Regions from separate parts of the Mus musculus genome. Here region 2 is linked to region 1. The links are chromatin contacts, called in public HiChIP or PLAC-seq maps. All regions are on one chromosome and are shown on one strand. The core of a region is the stretch at or near the end of the contact, and the rest is flanking DNA. Distances in the headings are between cores, read along the strand shown.

What was found. HiChIP or PLAC-seq counts read pairs in DNA pulled down with a chosen protein or histone mark.
Region 2: a contact with region 1 is called in a FOXA1 HiChIP or PLAC-seq map of pancreatic cancer cells. The contact joins two enhancer-like sites. A contact is called at or near these places in 4 of 115 datasets of contacts at active chromatin or transcription factors (acute myeloid leukemia, embryonic stem cells, large pre-B cells and 1 more).

Annotation. Positions count from the first base shown.
Region 1 is chr6:119,393,689-119,400,453 of GRCm38.p6, forward strand. It overlaps a transcript of Adipor2 not described here. Among named protein-coding and RNA genes, the nearest start is that of Adipor2, 8.3 kb to the left of the region's middle. Within about 2 kb of position 1,888, at least 189 of the 459 cell types and tissues checked have an H3K27ac peak or open chromatin away from gene starts, as enhancers often do. A contact at or near this core is called in pancreatic cancer cells, where this site is marked.
Region 2 is chr6:120,315,900-120,322,742 of GRCm38.p6, forward strand. No RefSeq gene overlaps it. Among named protein-coding and RNA genes, the nearest start is that of B4galnt3, 24 kb to the left of the region's middle. Within about 2 kb of position 2,777, at least 16 of the 459 cell types and tissues checked have an H3K27ac peak or open chromatin away from gene starts, as enhancers often do. A contact at or near this core is called in pancreatic cancer cells, where this site is marked.

The DNA.
Region 1 (6,765 bases), core at 638-3,137:
CCTCCTGGTCCCCTTGTCCCGCTTCTGAGCATCTATCCCCCTGATCCCCTTGTCCCGCTTCTGAGCATCTATCCTCCTGGTCCCCTTGTCCTGCTTCTGAGCATCTATCCTCCTGGTCCCCTTATCCCACTTTCACCCTTTGAAGTACCTTGTAAACACTTTTTTTTTTTTTAATAAACTGCCTTCTCTTTCTATCACCAAAAGGAAAGGAAAAGCTTTATTCATCAGATACATCTGTAATTTCAGAGTGAAAGGGTTTAGGTAGAAATTCTGGAATTCAAAGCCAGCCTGTCTACCTATCAAGTTTAAGGCTTACCTGAGATACACATTGAGACCTGTCTTAAAAATCTCAATAGCCAGGCATGGTGGCACACACCTTTAATCCCAGCACTCGGGAGACAGAGGCAGGCAGTTCTCTGTGAGTTTGAGGCCACAGAGTGAGTTCCGAAACAGCCAAGACTACAAAGAGAGACCCTGTTTAAAAATTAAAAAAAAAAAAAAAAAAGCTCAAAACAAACAAACAAAGAAAAAGCTCAAAAAACGGAACTAGAGAGATGGGCTAGTGGGTAAAGGCATTTATTTGCCCCTAAGCCCGACAAGCTGAACCCAATCCCCAGGACTCAAGGGATGGGATGGAAGGAAAAAACAAACTGGCAAGTTGGCCTCTGACCTCCACATAAGCACACTCACACACATACAGACAGACACACAAAGATAAATGTAGTTTTTAAAAGAATCTAAAAAACAAAATGAAACAACACAGTCTTAAAAAGGCTTCATTGAGGTGTATATGCCTTGCATCCAATAAACCACACCCCTCTGTAAGTCAGGGAATTCTTTCCCAAGCCTGGCTTCAGAACTCACTGATATTTTTTTGATTACTATCCCTGCACTTGGGAAACTGAGGCAGTAGGAGTACCATGAGTTCTAGGCCAGCCTGGGCTACAGAGTAAGACCCTTTCAAAATAAGGCTATCAGTGTTGTAGTGGTTGTTGTTCTTACTGTAATAATTATTATTATTAAATATTATTATTCACAAAATAATATTAATTATATTCTTGGAAAAGTCAAGATGTGTGTTCCACTACTACTTAATATGCCACCCACATAAAATACTGGGAACAGGGGAGGGGGTGAGAGAATACTATATTTGTTGTGCTGAGTTCTCTATGTTGCTCTTGAGCTCAATTATGTTGGTACAGATTTGCCCTAAACTGCTCTTGCCTCCACCAGTAGATTGCTGGAGTTGCAGGCATTGGCTACTGAGCCTAGCTATTGTTGGGCTAAACTGTAAAACCTATATCAAGAGGGGTCTCCACCTAGAAGTTGCTTAAAGGTAATGTACAGCTAAAACAGAATTTGGGCACAGGTTTGGTTTTATTTTTTTTAGAGGGATTATTGGGGGTTGCTTGTTTATTTGGGGTTTCAGATTCGGATTTTTTTTAAGATTTATTCATTTATGCATATGAGTACACTATAGCTGTTTTCAGACACACCAGAAGAGGGCATCAGTCTCATTACAGATGGTTGTGAGCCACCATGTGGTTGCTGGGAATTGAACTCAGGACCTGTGTTAGAGCAGCCAGTGCCCTTGACTACTGAGCCATCTCTCCAGCCCCAGGTGTGGATTTGTTGTTTGTCTGTACACTGAGTCAAGCATCAGAACCATGCTATGTCCTCTAGACTGGCCTCAAACTCAAATGACAATTCTTCTGCTTCAGCACCTCTCAACTAGGCTAAAACCCGGATCCGTCGGATAACTGGATGAGAATTCTCTTATCAAACTACCAAGTTCTTGTTCCTGCACCTGTGCAATCTGGTGAAGGGTGGCTTTGCAGAAGCAGAAACCAAGAACTGGCAGGTCTTTGCTGAGAGAAAACAGAACTGATCTGGAACTGAGTTCAAAGACTACATGATCACTGCGTGCAGGGCTCTGGGGCCAAGGCGGTCCTCATAGCTGGTTCTCTGATTACTTTTGCTTTTCTGTTGACTTAGATAAGAAGCAAAAGCAAACAGCATAATTCCTACAGAAAAAAGTAAGCTGATCAGAACTCGTCCCTTCTTCTTGAACTCGGTTTAATAAGGGCATATGTCAAGGGTGTGGGAGTGGCTTAGTGGGAATCTCCCCAAGGCCATAGGTTCCGGCATCAGCACAGCAAAACTGTAATTCCTAAGGCTTGCGTGTTACTAGCCAGGTGTAGCTGTGCCTGCTTACCACAAACAGACCTCGAATAAATGGGGAACAGAAAGAAGCAAGGGGGAGGGGAACGCAGTGTAAGAGAACAGAAGAGAGATGTGGGCTATCTCCAGCTGCTTCCCGGCCTTCTGGCTGCAGCTTTGGTCAGTCTTGCAAACCTGGCCCAGGATTTGGTCATTTTTCTAGTTTGTGTCTGGCATGGCTTAAACTTTGTGACTTCAGGGTGATTGATCTCAAGATGTGGATCTGGGGATGGATCGCCGTGGTAGAGCTCTTGCCTGGATGCATTTAGTCCTGGGTTCAAGCTCCAAGTCACACTTTTTTTTTTTTTTTTTTTTTTTTTTGGGTTAACATAACTATACAAACCCAGTCCTGCCAGAGATCTTTGTGCAGGGACAAATGCCAAGCCCCACAGGGACCCCACCCTTCCCCACCCGATAGACACACAGTGACACCAGGACCTCTCATGAGTCAGAGCTTTCCCCAGCTGGCAGGCACAGTGCCCATAACCTCTGCCTTCATGGGGTTGCCACACTTCCTTCCACCCTCCTGCTCCCCACCGCCTTTCCTGTCTGCACACTCGCCTGCCTGATGACTGAGCGGCCCTGGCACACAGAGAGTGACCTTCAAGTTGTTATTTCGGTGATAATTACCTTGTGGTTCTGGCTGGCTCCTGCAGGCTGCCACACACAGTAGGTAGAGGACTAACATTACCCCCACCTCTACCTGTCCCAAGAGACAGATAACTGATGTTTGTTTGTTTGTTTGTTTGTTTTAGATACCATCCCGTTATCTTGACTGGGCCAGCACTCACATTAGAACCCAGGCTCAGCTCAAATTCATAGTAATCCTCCTGTCTCCGCTTCTCAAGTGTTAAGATTACAGGTTTATGCCACAATGCCTCTTAAATTATGTTTTTTTTTTAAATCCCCATTTTACAAATAAGGAAACTGAAGCACAAACAAGTCATTTCCCCAAAATCACATAGCTAGCAAAAGAGCCAAAGGTGGTACCGGCTTATAATCTCAGCTCAAACTTGACACACTATGATCTTAACCAAATCCATGTGGTACCGGCTTATAATCTCAGCTCAAACTTGACACACTATGATCTTAACCAAATCCATGGACTCTCCTGGAAGTCTGGCAAGGGCCACTAGACTCAAAAACAAAGATGTTCTTCTATTATTACAGTCTCAGTACTTGGAATATGTCTGTTCAAGAAATTTTTACCTTTTTGGGGTTTTTTTGTTTGTTTGGTTGGTTGGTTTTTGGTTTTTGTTTTTCGAGACAGGGTTTCTCTGTGTAGCCCTGGCTGTCCCGGATCTCACTCTGTAGACCAGGCTGGCCTTGCACTCAGAAATCCGCCTGCCTCTGCCTCCCGAGTGCTGGGATGAAAGGCGTGCGCCACCACACCTGGCAATTTTTACCTTTTTACAAACAAATTGGTCCAGTAGTAATGTAAGAGAAGAAAAGAGTGGGCGATGGTTCTGTAGCACAGTTGCCACTGGCGGCCACACCAAAAACCTTTCAAGAGCTGCTCTTTTTCAGGGACGATGTATACTCTAGCACTGGGTGCCCTTGGAAGCCAGAGGCATCAGACCTCCTGGAGCTGGAGTTACAGATGAGTATGAACTGCCTGACCTGTGGGTGCTGGGAACTGGACTCAGGTCCTCTGGAAGAACAGTGCATGCTCTTAACCACTGCGCCATCTCTCCATCCCTGGGATGTGGTTTCTTCTTTCTTCTCCCCACTCAAATAAAGAAAATAGATGGGGTATTGGGATTGTTTATTAATTAGATAGTTATTTTTGAGATAGGCTCTCTCAGTGTAGCCCTAGCTTGCCTGGAATTCACTATGTAGGTCAGGTAGTAAAAGATCCTGACAGAATGTAAAAGGTCACAGAAGCCCTGAAATTGACAAGATAGATTTCATTGTTAGCAGAACTAGCTTCCCTGATTTAGAAAAATAGAGGCGCACAATGCTCTGGCCACTCCTTGAACCTGTGTGTCTGCCAATGTTTTGACCGTTCCTTGAACCCATGTGTGTGCCCACTGATGAAGCCCATTTGCCAGGTGTTTGTGATATTGGTTGCTGGGAAAGAGTCGGAAAATCTCCCCAGCAACCACAGCCCAGCCAATCCTGAGTTGCTACACCTGCACCAGACTCTTTTCTTGTACCCCTCCCATACCCATTTCTTGAGAATAGACATTGTTTAGATCTGGAAATCCCCTACTCCTCCTTCTCCTTCCCCTCTGGGGGCCTATAAAAACCGGGACCCCTTTCCCCTCGTGGTCGACTCCTCTACCCCTGCGTGGAATATGAGTCATTCCCAGAGCTCTGGCTTTCCCCGAATAACACCTCATGTGGTTTGCATCAAGCTTGGTCTCTCATGAGTTCTTGGGTGTCCGCTATTGTCCTGAGGCCTGAGCGAGGGGCTCATCTGGGAGTCTTTCAGTAGCCTCAAGTTTATAATGATCCCCACACTTCTGGCTTCTGACTACTGGGATTACAAGCATACAGCACCACAACCTTCTCAGATTCTCAGTCACTTATATACAAAATCAACATCTGGAGTGCTTATTAAGCACTGGGGCTGGAGAGATGGCTCAGCAGTTAAGAGTACTGACTACTCTTCTGAAGGTCCTGAGTTCAAATCCCAGCAACCATATGGTGGCTCCAACCATCCATAATGAGATCTGATGCCCTCTTCTGGGATGTCTGAAGACAGCTACGGTGTACCTACATATAATAAATAAAAATAAACCTTAAAAATAAAAAGAGACCAGGCGGTGGTGGCGCACGCCTTTAATCCCAGCACTTGGATGGCAGAGGCAGGTGGATTTCTGAGTTCAAGGCCAGCCTGGTCTACAAAGTGAGTTCCAGGGCAGCCAGAGCTACACAGAGAAACCCTGTCTCGAAAAATAAAACAAAACAAACAAACAAACAAAAAGAATGTTGATTCCCTGATCAACTTCAAAACCCAGCTATACCATTCCTGGGCATATACCCAAAGGACGATACATCTTACCACAAGGACATTTGTTCAGCTATGCTCATAACAGCTTTATTCATAATTGCCAGAAACTAGAAACAATCTAGATATCCCTCAACTGAAGAACTGATTAAAAATATATATATATATATATATATATAGTGCATTTATACAATGGAGCATTACTCGGTTGTTTAAAAAAATAAAATCATGACATTTGTGGGCAGATTGATAGAACTAGGAAAAAAAAAAAAAAAAAACCCAGACCCAGAAAGATAAACACGGTATGTACTCACTCATAAGTGGATATAACCTAATATATAAGGATAATCATGCTACAAACAGACCCAGAGAAGCTAAGTTAACAGAGAAGGTTAAGGAGAGAGTCATGAATCTCACCAGGCAGGGGAAATAGAAAAGATATTGAGGGTGAACTGGGGGTGAGTGGGGATAGGAGCAGGAGAGATCAGGTTGCAGGGGTTAGGGTTGGGGGATGGAGGGAGAGAGTACTGGGAATTGGGCAGCATTTTAGGGGTGAAGTTGAAACCTATTGCAATGCAAACTCCTAGGAGTCTACGAGGAATATAGCAAAGATTCCTAGAAATGGGGGATCCAGAGCCCAAACCAGACTCTTTTGTAATCAGGCAAGGCTTCAGTGGAGGGATTGGGACATCAGTCCAGCCACAAAACCCTTGACCTACAATGTGTCCTGGCTGCGAAATGTGCTAGGGTAAAGGTGGCACAAAACTTGTGAAAGTGGCTTACCGATAACTGGTCCAAGTTGAGACCCATGCCACAAGATGGAGCCCACCTCTGACACTGCCTGGAGGACCAGGAGCCAGTGTCTGGATAGCCCAGAGACCTAAGATAGAACCAGACACAAACCTGGGGCAGGGGGAAAGTCAATGAAATAGTTCCTAATGATACTCTGCTATACTCATAGGAGAGAGCCTAGCACGGTCATCATCAAGAAAGGCTTCCTCCAGCCTTTCCTCCATCTGATAGGGGCAGATGCAGAGACCCACAGGCAAACATCAGGCAGAGCTTGGGGAAGCCTGCAAAGATGGAGAGGAGGGACTGTAGGAGCCAGAGGGGTAGAGGACACCACGAGAACACAGCCCACAGAATCAACTAACCAGGGCTCCTAGGGGTTTGCAGAGACTGGATCAGAGCCTGTATGGGTCTGACCTAGGTCCTCTGCTTATATGCTATGGTTGTGTAGCTTGGTGTTCTTACGGGGCTCCTAACAGTGGGAGTGGGACTGTCTCTGACTCTTTTGCCTGCTTTTGGGACCCTTTTCCTCCTACTGGATTGCCTTATCTAATCTTAATATGAGAGGATGTGCCTAGTCTTGTAACTTGATGTGCCATGTTTGGTTTATATCCCTGGCAGCCTGCTCTTTTCTGAAGGGAAACAGAGGAGGAATGGACCTGGGGGAAGAGCGGAGATAGGGGAAGGGACTGGGAGGACAGGAAAGGAGAAACTGGTTGGGATGTAATATATGAGAGAAGAATAAGTTTAAAAGAAAGAAAAAGAATGTTGATTCCCACTGGGTCTATAGAGGCATGCCTTTG
Region 2 (6,843 bases), core at 1,527-4,026, 920 kb after region 1:
GGAGTCAGGACTGTGCCCAGGTGCAGCAAGCTTGGGGTTTTAGAAAAGGGAACCTTGAGGTGGAAGATTACAGATTCAGAGCTTTCCTATGCAGCCTAAAAGTTGTAAGTACCAGTGGGAGGTTGATATGTTGACCTTTCCTCCATCTTAACATCCTGAAGATGCTGAAGTTCTCAGGTCATAAGCTCTTCATCTCCTTTCTGCTTTCCACTTTTTTTTCTTTCTTTCTCTTTAAGGTTTATTTATTCATGTATATGAGTACACTGTCACTGTCTTCAGACACACCAGAAGAGGGCATCAGATCTTAGTACAGATGGTTGTGAGCCACCATGTGGTTGCTGGGAATTGAACTCAGGACCTCTGGAAGAGCAGGCAATGCTCTTAACCACTGAGCCATCGCCCCTGCTTTCCACTTTTATTGTGGCCTTTTAAATTGGCTTATTGAGCTTGGAGAACAGGTTATGATCTCCAAGTTCAGTAACTTCAGGATTAAAGGTGTGTATGAAAGACCCACAACGTGAGGACTCCCCCACGTTCTGACTCAGGAGAGGCGACACCCCAAAATCACCAACGAGAAACGGTCTTGCTGCAAATTGCAAGAGGATTTTTATTCAAGAGTGCTCTCAGGCCCACGGTCATACACCACGCAGGGGTAGAGGACCGTGGCGCCCCGAGTAGCTGAGTAAGGGGGAATTTAAAGGAAGGAACCACAACTCAAGGAGGTGGGAAGGGCGTTGTTGGAAAATACCAAAAATACCAGTTAAGAGTCACAAGGAAGTACAAAGTCACAAGTGTCAGGTTATCTCTCAAGACAGTTTCTAAGAGCCCCTAACAATCTAAGAGCCCCTAGCAATAGCACCTTTGCATAGTGGGTTCCAGCAATGGTCAGGGTGGGTCAGGGTGACTTTCTTTGAATGAACACTCTTTGAACCCAGGAAGCGGGTGGGTGGAGGAAGGAATGTCGCTATCTGTTTTATGATTAGCATACCTTGGAGCACTGAGTTTACTACTCTTTCATGTACCGTCACAACATTGAGATCTCTCTCCTCAGTGACTCTGGAGGAGCCATCTTAGTGAGACTGGCTGGTTTGCAAACCCCTGGGGATTCATTTCTCTCTGCTCTGCCTGGATCTAGGTCACAGATTGTTTTCCACCAAGCTTGGCTTTCACCTGTTGCTAGGGATCTGAACATGGGCCCTCATTCTTAGACTGTGGACACTTTACCAAGTGAGCTATCTTTCCCAGGCCACAGATTATAAATGCAATCTAGTTTTAGTATGCCCTACCACAGTAACTTAAAAAGAAAATGGTGTTTTTCTAAGGCTTCTAAAATGTTCTATTGGCATATATTAACTTTACACTGTACACATTCACATTATGTAGTTGGGTCATTTTCACTCTTCGTTACCCTTGTGTTGGGGTCTTTCCATGCCTTCTTCTTCCCAATTCACTTCCCTTCTACTTTCACATTGTGTGTGTGTGTGTGTGTGTGTGTGTGTGTGTAAAGTTCATCTGAGTTGTCTACTGAAGCACAGATGAGAGTTTGTTTATAGGATGGGTATCTTATCAGTGGGAACTGGAAGAAAAAAATCTCAACTCAAAACAAAAGATCTTTTATTTCCTTGGTTAGGTTTATTCCAATTTGTTTTGTTTTTCTGATGACTGTATATTTTGTGCACATATGTTTAGAATTGTAACGTCCTTTTGATAGATTTTTTCTTTTTCTTTTTCTTTTTCTTTTTTTCGAGACAGGGTTTCTTTGTGTAGCCCTGGCTGTCCTGGAATTCACTTTGTAGACCAGGCTGGCCTCGAACTCAGAAATCTGCCTGCCTCTGCCTCCTGAGTGCTGGGATTAAAGGCACGCGCCACCACCACCCGGCTGCTTTAGAGTTTTGGGGGTTTGGTTTGTCAGCTAGTAGATTAGGGAATGCTGCTTATTTCCTAGTTTGATTTGCTTGAAACACCTTTTCCAGCCTCTTAGTGTGAGACGGTGTCTGCCTTTCATGGTGAAATGTGTTTGTGCCTCTTGGAAGCAGCAAAAGAACAGGTTCTGCTTTACATCTGGTTGGTGTCCTGTGATTGGAAATCATTAGTATTCAGAAGTATTATTGGAAGGTGTATATTGCTTACTATAATTTGGTAGTGTTTGGTGTTTCCCAAATTCATATTTGTTTAGCTATCATTTGTGGAGAGCTGTACCTCGAGCAATCGCTGTGGAGAGCCGTGCGTGCTGCGAGCAATCGCCATTATAAGATGGCGCTGGCCTCCGCTGTGCCTAACTAGTAAACAAGCCTTGTACGCAGGTGCAAGAGTGGACTCAGGCCTCGTCACTGCCCATCTTGGGGCGTAGTAATGGGATGATGGGCGAGCAACGAATCAGGAGCTGTCACGCCACATCAGGTGCTGAAACGTCACACTGCAGGCTATATAAGCAGCGCCATTTTCTGGGTTCGGGGTCTTCCTGAGAAGTAAGCAATAAAGCTTTTGCCACAGAAGATTCCGGTTGTCCTGAGTGTGTTCTTGCCGGCAGGGACAAAAGCTCGGGCAATAATCATTGTATTATCTAAAGCCTCTTAGTTGTGTTAATCATTTACTTCAGGCCAACCCTTTCAGTATCCACTACAGATCTGGTTTAGTGGCCATCAATCCCTTACTCTGCTTTTATTATAGGATGCTCTTTTTCCATCAACTACAACAGCTAGTTTTCCTGGGTAGACTTATTAAGTTTAAACCAGGCCCCTAAGGTGGCAGTGCTGGTGACAATGTCCTAAACAGAAGGACTCTGACCGGGTAAACAGAAGGATCGTATTGGGTAAACAGAAGCCTAAACTCAGCATTCCTCACGAATCTTGCAAGGAAGGTTTCTGTTTGCCAGGAAAACCACTACCTCCTTTATCTAGGCCCAACTACCTTAATTAATCCTAACAGCCTGCGTCAGCTCAAGGACCCACACCCTCTACCATATAAAATCTGCCTGCCTTCCTGCTAAGCTGCTGTCCTCTATTCTTGGAGACAGATTGGCAGTTTGCTCCCCCGATAAACTTTTCTATCTGGGCGTTGCATGGCCCAGTGCAGGGGTTTCGCTGAATCCTCCCTTACAATACTAATATGGGTGGGCAATTATCGTCCTAACAAACCTGAAATGCAGCCAGGCCATGGTGGTACATGCCTTTAATCCCAACACTCAGGAGGCAGAGGCAGGTGGATGTTTCACGATAGCCAGGGACACACAAAGAAGCCCTGTCTTGAAAAACAAAAATATTTAAAAAAAAAAAACCCTAAAATATATATTTTCTGTGTTCTGACTTTTATTTCATGCTGAGAAATGGGCTTTTATTTGGGTAGGGTGGCTTGCAGGAGTCAGTCCTCTCCTTTATTTACCATGTAGCTCCCAAGATAAGTTCCGGCCGTCGTGCTTGGCAGCAGGCACCCGACTGCGTCATCTCACTTGCCCTATTTATCATTGCTGTGTGCGTATGATGGGGACGGGCACATGCCACAAAACACACGTGGAGTCAGAGGACAACCCTCAGGAATGGGCTCTAGAGACTGAACTCAGGTTGTCAGCTTTCCACAGCAAGTCCTTCTACCTGCTGAGCCCCCTGACACTGCTTACTCAGTGTCGATTTCCAGCATTCGTACAGTATGGGTTTTGTTCAGTGTGTCTAGTTCTCTATTTAATCGCATTTGTACATTCCTACATTGATTCATTTTGTTTAGAGGTTTGTATTTTCTAAAATATTTTGGAATTCATTCAAGTTTATTTATACTCTCATTTCTTAGTATATATACATATATATATATATATACACACAAACACATATATATGTATATATATGTGTGTGTGTGTATGTGTGTGTATACATATATATATTCATATATATATTCTCTCTCTCTCTTTCTACACACACACTCTCTCTCTCTCTTTCTACACACACACACACACACACACACACACACACACACACACACAGAGACAAGATTTCTCTGACCCAGAGTTCTGTGGCTCAGGCTGGCCTTGAACCCATAGAAATCAATCCACCTGCCTCTGCCTCCCAAGTGCTGGGACTAAAGGCGTGTGCCACCACTGCTCAGCTTCTTTGAATGTATTTATAATCATTCTTCTGAATTCTTTGTCTGGAATTTCCCTATCAGTCATTCTCACTGGGGGCCATTACTCTGGGGTTGGTAGATTTTAGAGAGGAACATCCTGGATTTTCATGTTACTCGTGTTTCTGTGTAGGGACTTAAACATCAAGAGTTCATTTTTGTCCTTGGTCCTATGAAGGCTCAATAGATGCCTCAGTGTAGGGGAATCAAGGGTGGTGAGGTGGAAGAGGGTAGTGGGTGGAGGAACACCCTTATAGAAGCAGGGGGAGGGAGGATGGAATAGGGGGTTTTGGGGTGAGGGAGAACGGGGAAAGTGAGTAACATTTGAAATGTAAATAAAGAAAATATCCAATAAAAAAGAGTTAATCTTCTGGCTGACTCGAGATCATCTCCTTTCAGAGTTAGTGTTTGTAATGTTCAGGAATGGATATGTTAAAGCAGGGTTGAAGTGCTGTTTTCCCCTGATAGACTGGTTTCCTGACAACAGCTCTGTGGATCCTCAGCCCTCCCCTGCCAATAGAATGAATCACTATTGAGGGTGGAGCTACTATGGAAATAGAGAGTTAGCGCAGCAAGAGTCCTTTAGGCACTAATGCTTGCAAGGAGCAGAGACAGCCATAGCACTGAACACACTAATCAGTTCTCCTGGGGATTCTCAGTTCCTTTCTGCTGCTGCTATGATACAACACTAACAAAAGCAACCTAGCAGACAAAAGATTTATTTTAGGGTACAACTCCAGGTAACACTCCAGGTTCTTCACTGAGGGAAATCAAGGTAGGAACTTGAAGGCAGGCCTACTTGCTATTCCATATTGTATATAGCATTATTTCCAGCCAAGGAATTCATTCAACAGTCAAAGAAGTGTGGCCAGAACCACGCAAGAGATGGCTTGCAGCAGGGCATGGTGGCGCATGCCTTTAATCCCAGCACGAGGGAGGCAGAGGCAGGCAGATTTCTGAGTTCGAGGCCAGCCTGGTCTACAAAGTGAGTTCCAGGACAGCCAGGGCTATACAGAGAAAACCTGTCTCGAAAAACAAAAACAAAAAAAGAGATGGCTTGCAGGTTCATAGGTGGACTAACTTTTTTATATAGTTTAGGACCAACTTAGGATGGTACCACCCACAGTGGGCTGGGTCTGCCCACATCAGCTAACAGTCTACACAACCCCCACCCCTACGCCACCAGCCATGGCCAAAAGTCAATATGACCTAGCCAATTCTTCATTTGTAACTCTCCTCTCAAAAGAATCTAGTCTAGTGGTTCTATACCTGTAGATTGAAACCCCTACACGGGGTCGCATATCGGCTATCCTGCATATCAGGATACATTTACATTACAATTCATAAAAGTACCAAACTTACAGTTATGAAGTAGCAACGGAGTCATTTTATCATTGGGGGTCACCTCAACATGAGGAACTTTATTAAAAGGATGCAGATTGGGAAGGCTGAGAACCACTGCTCTGGGCTGTGACAGGTCAACCGTTAAAGCTAACCAAGACAGGGACTGTAGAGATAAGTCAGCTGTTAAGAACACTTGCTGCTCAACCAGGAGGACCAGAGTTCAGATCCCAGGACCCATGTCACACAGCTCACAAATGCCTGTAACTCCAGTTCCAAGGGATCTGACATCCTCTTCTGGCCTCTACAGTTCCATACATACACACATGCACATAAAACTCACACAACCACAGACACACAAAGAAAGAAATAGGATCTCACTATGTATCCTTGGCTGGCCTAGAACTCATAATGTTGACCAGGCTAGCCTCAAACTCAGCCACCTGTTTCTCTGGAGTGTTGGATTAATGGCATGCACCACTACATCAATCCCTTGAGTAATCTTACAAACAAACAAACAAACTTAACCAGGATAGCGGGTGTGGATGGAAAGAGAAAAGAAACAGAAGAAACAAAGTAAGACTAGTAATCAGAGTTGGGATCTTTGGAAGTAGAAGAGGGAAGTATAAGTAGAAGTGGGGAACTTTAGGGACACAAAAAAAAAAAGCTGGGGGAGGATTGAGGGAATCTTGCTTAAGGTAGCCTGAAGCGGCAGGTAAAGCGTCCCATCACACAGGCGGATGTCTGAGTTCCTGGTCTACAGAGTGAGTTCCAGGACAGCCAGGGCTACACAGAGAAACCCTGTCTCGAAAACAACAACAAAACAAAGCAAAAGTCCAAGCCAGCCTGCTAAAATTGCGTTGGGTAGTAGTCAAAAGAGGGAGAGAGGTGGGTGGAAATACAGAAAGCAAAATACTCGTGGCAGGAAATATGGAGTCAAAGTGAGGCGTGGAGACTGAAGGAAAGGCCATCCAGAGACTGTCCCCCTGGGGATCCATCCCATATACAGGCACCAAACCCAGACACTATTGCTGATGCCAAGAAGTGCCTGATACAGCTGTCTCCTGAGAGCCTCTGCCAGAGCCTGACAAGTACAGAGGTGGATGCTCGAAGCCAACCATTAGACTGAGCAAGGGGACCCCAATGGAGGAGTTAGAGAAAGGACTGAAGGAGCTGAAGTGGTTTGTAACTCCCCAAGAACAACAACAATATTAACCAACCAGACCCGCCAGAGCTTCCAGGGACTAAATCACCAACCAAGGAGTACACATGGAGGGACCCATGGCTCCAGCCACATATGTAGCAGAGGATGGCCTTGTTGGGCATCAATTGGAGGAGAGGCCCTTGATTCTGTGAAGGGGAATGCCAGGGTAGGGAGGTGGGAGTGAGTGA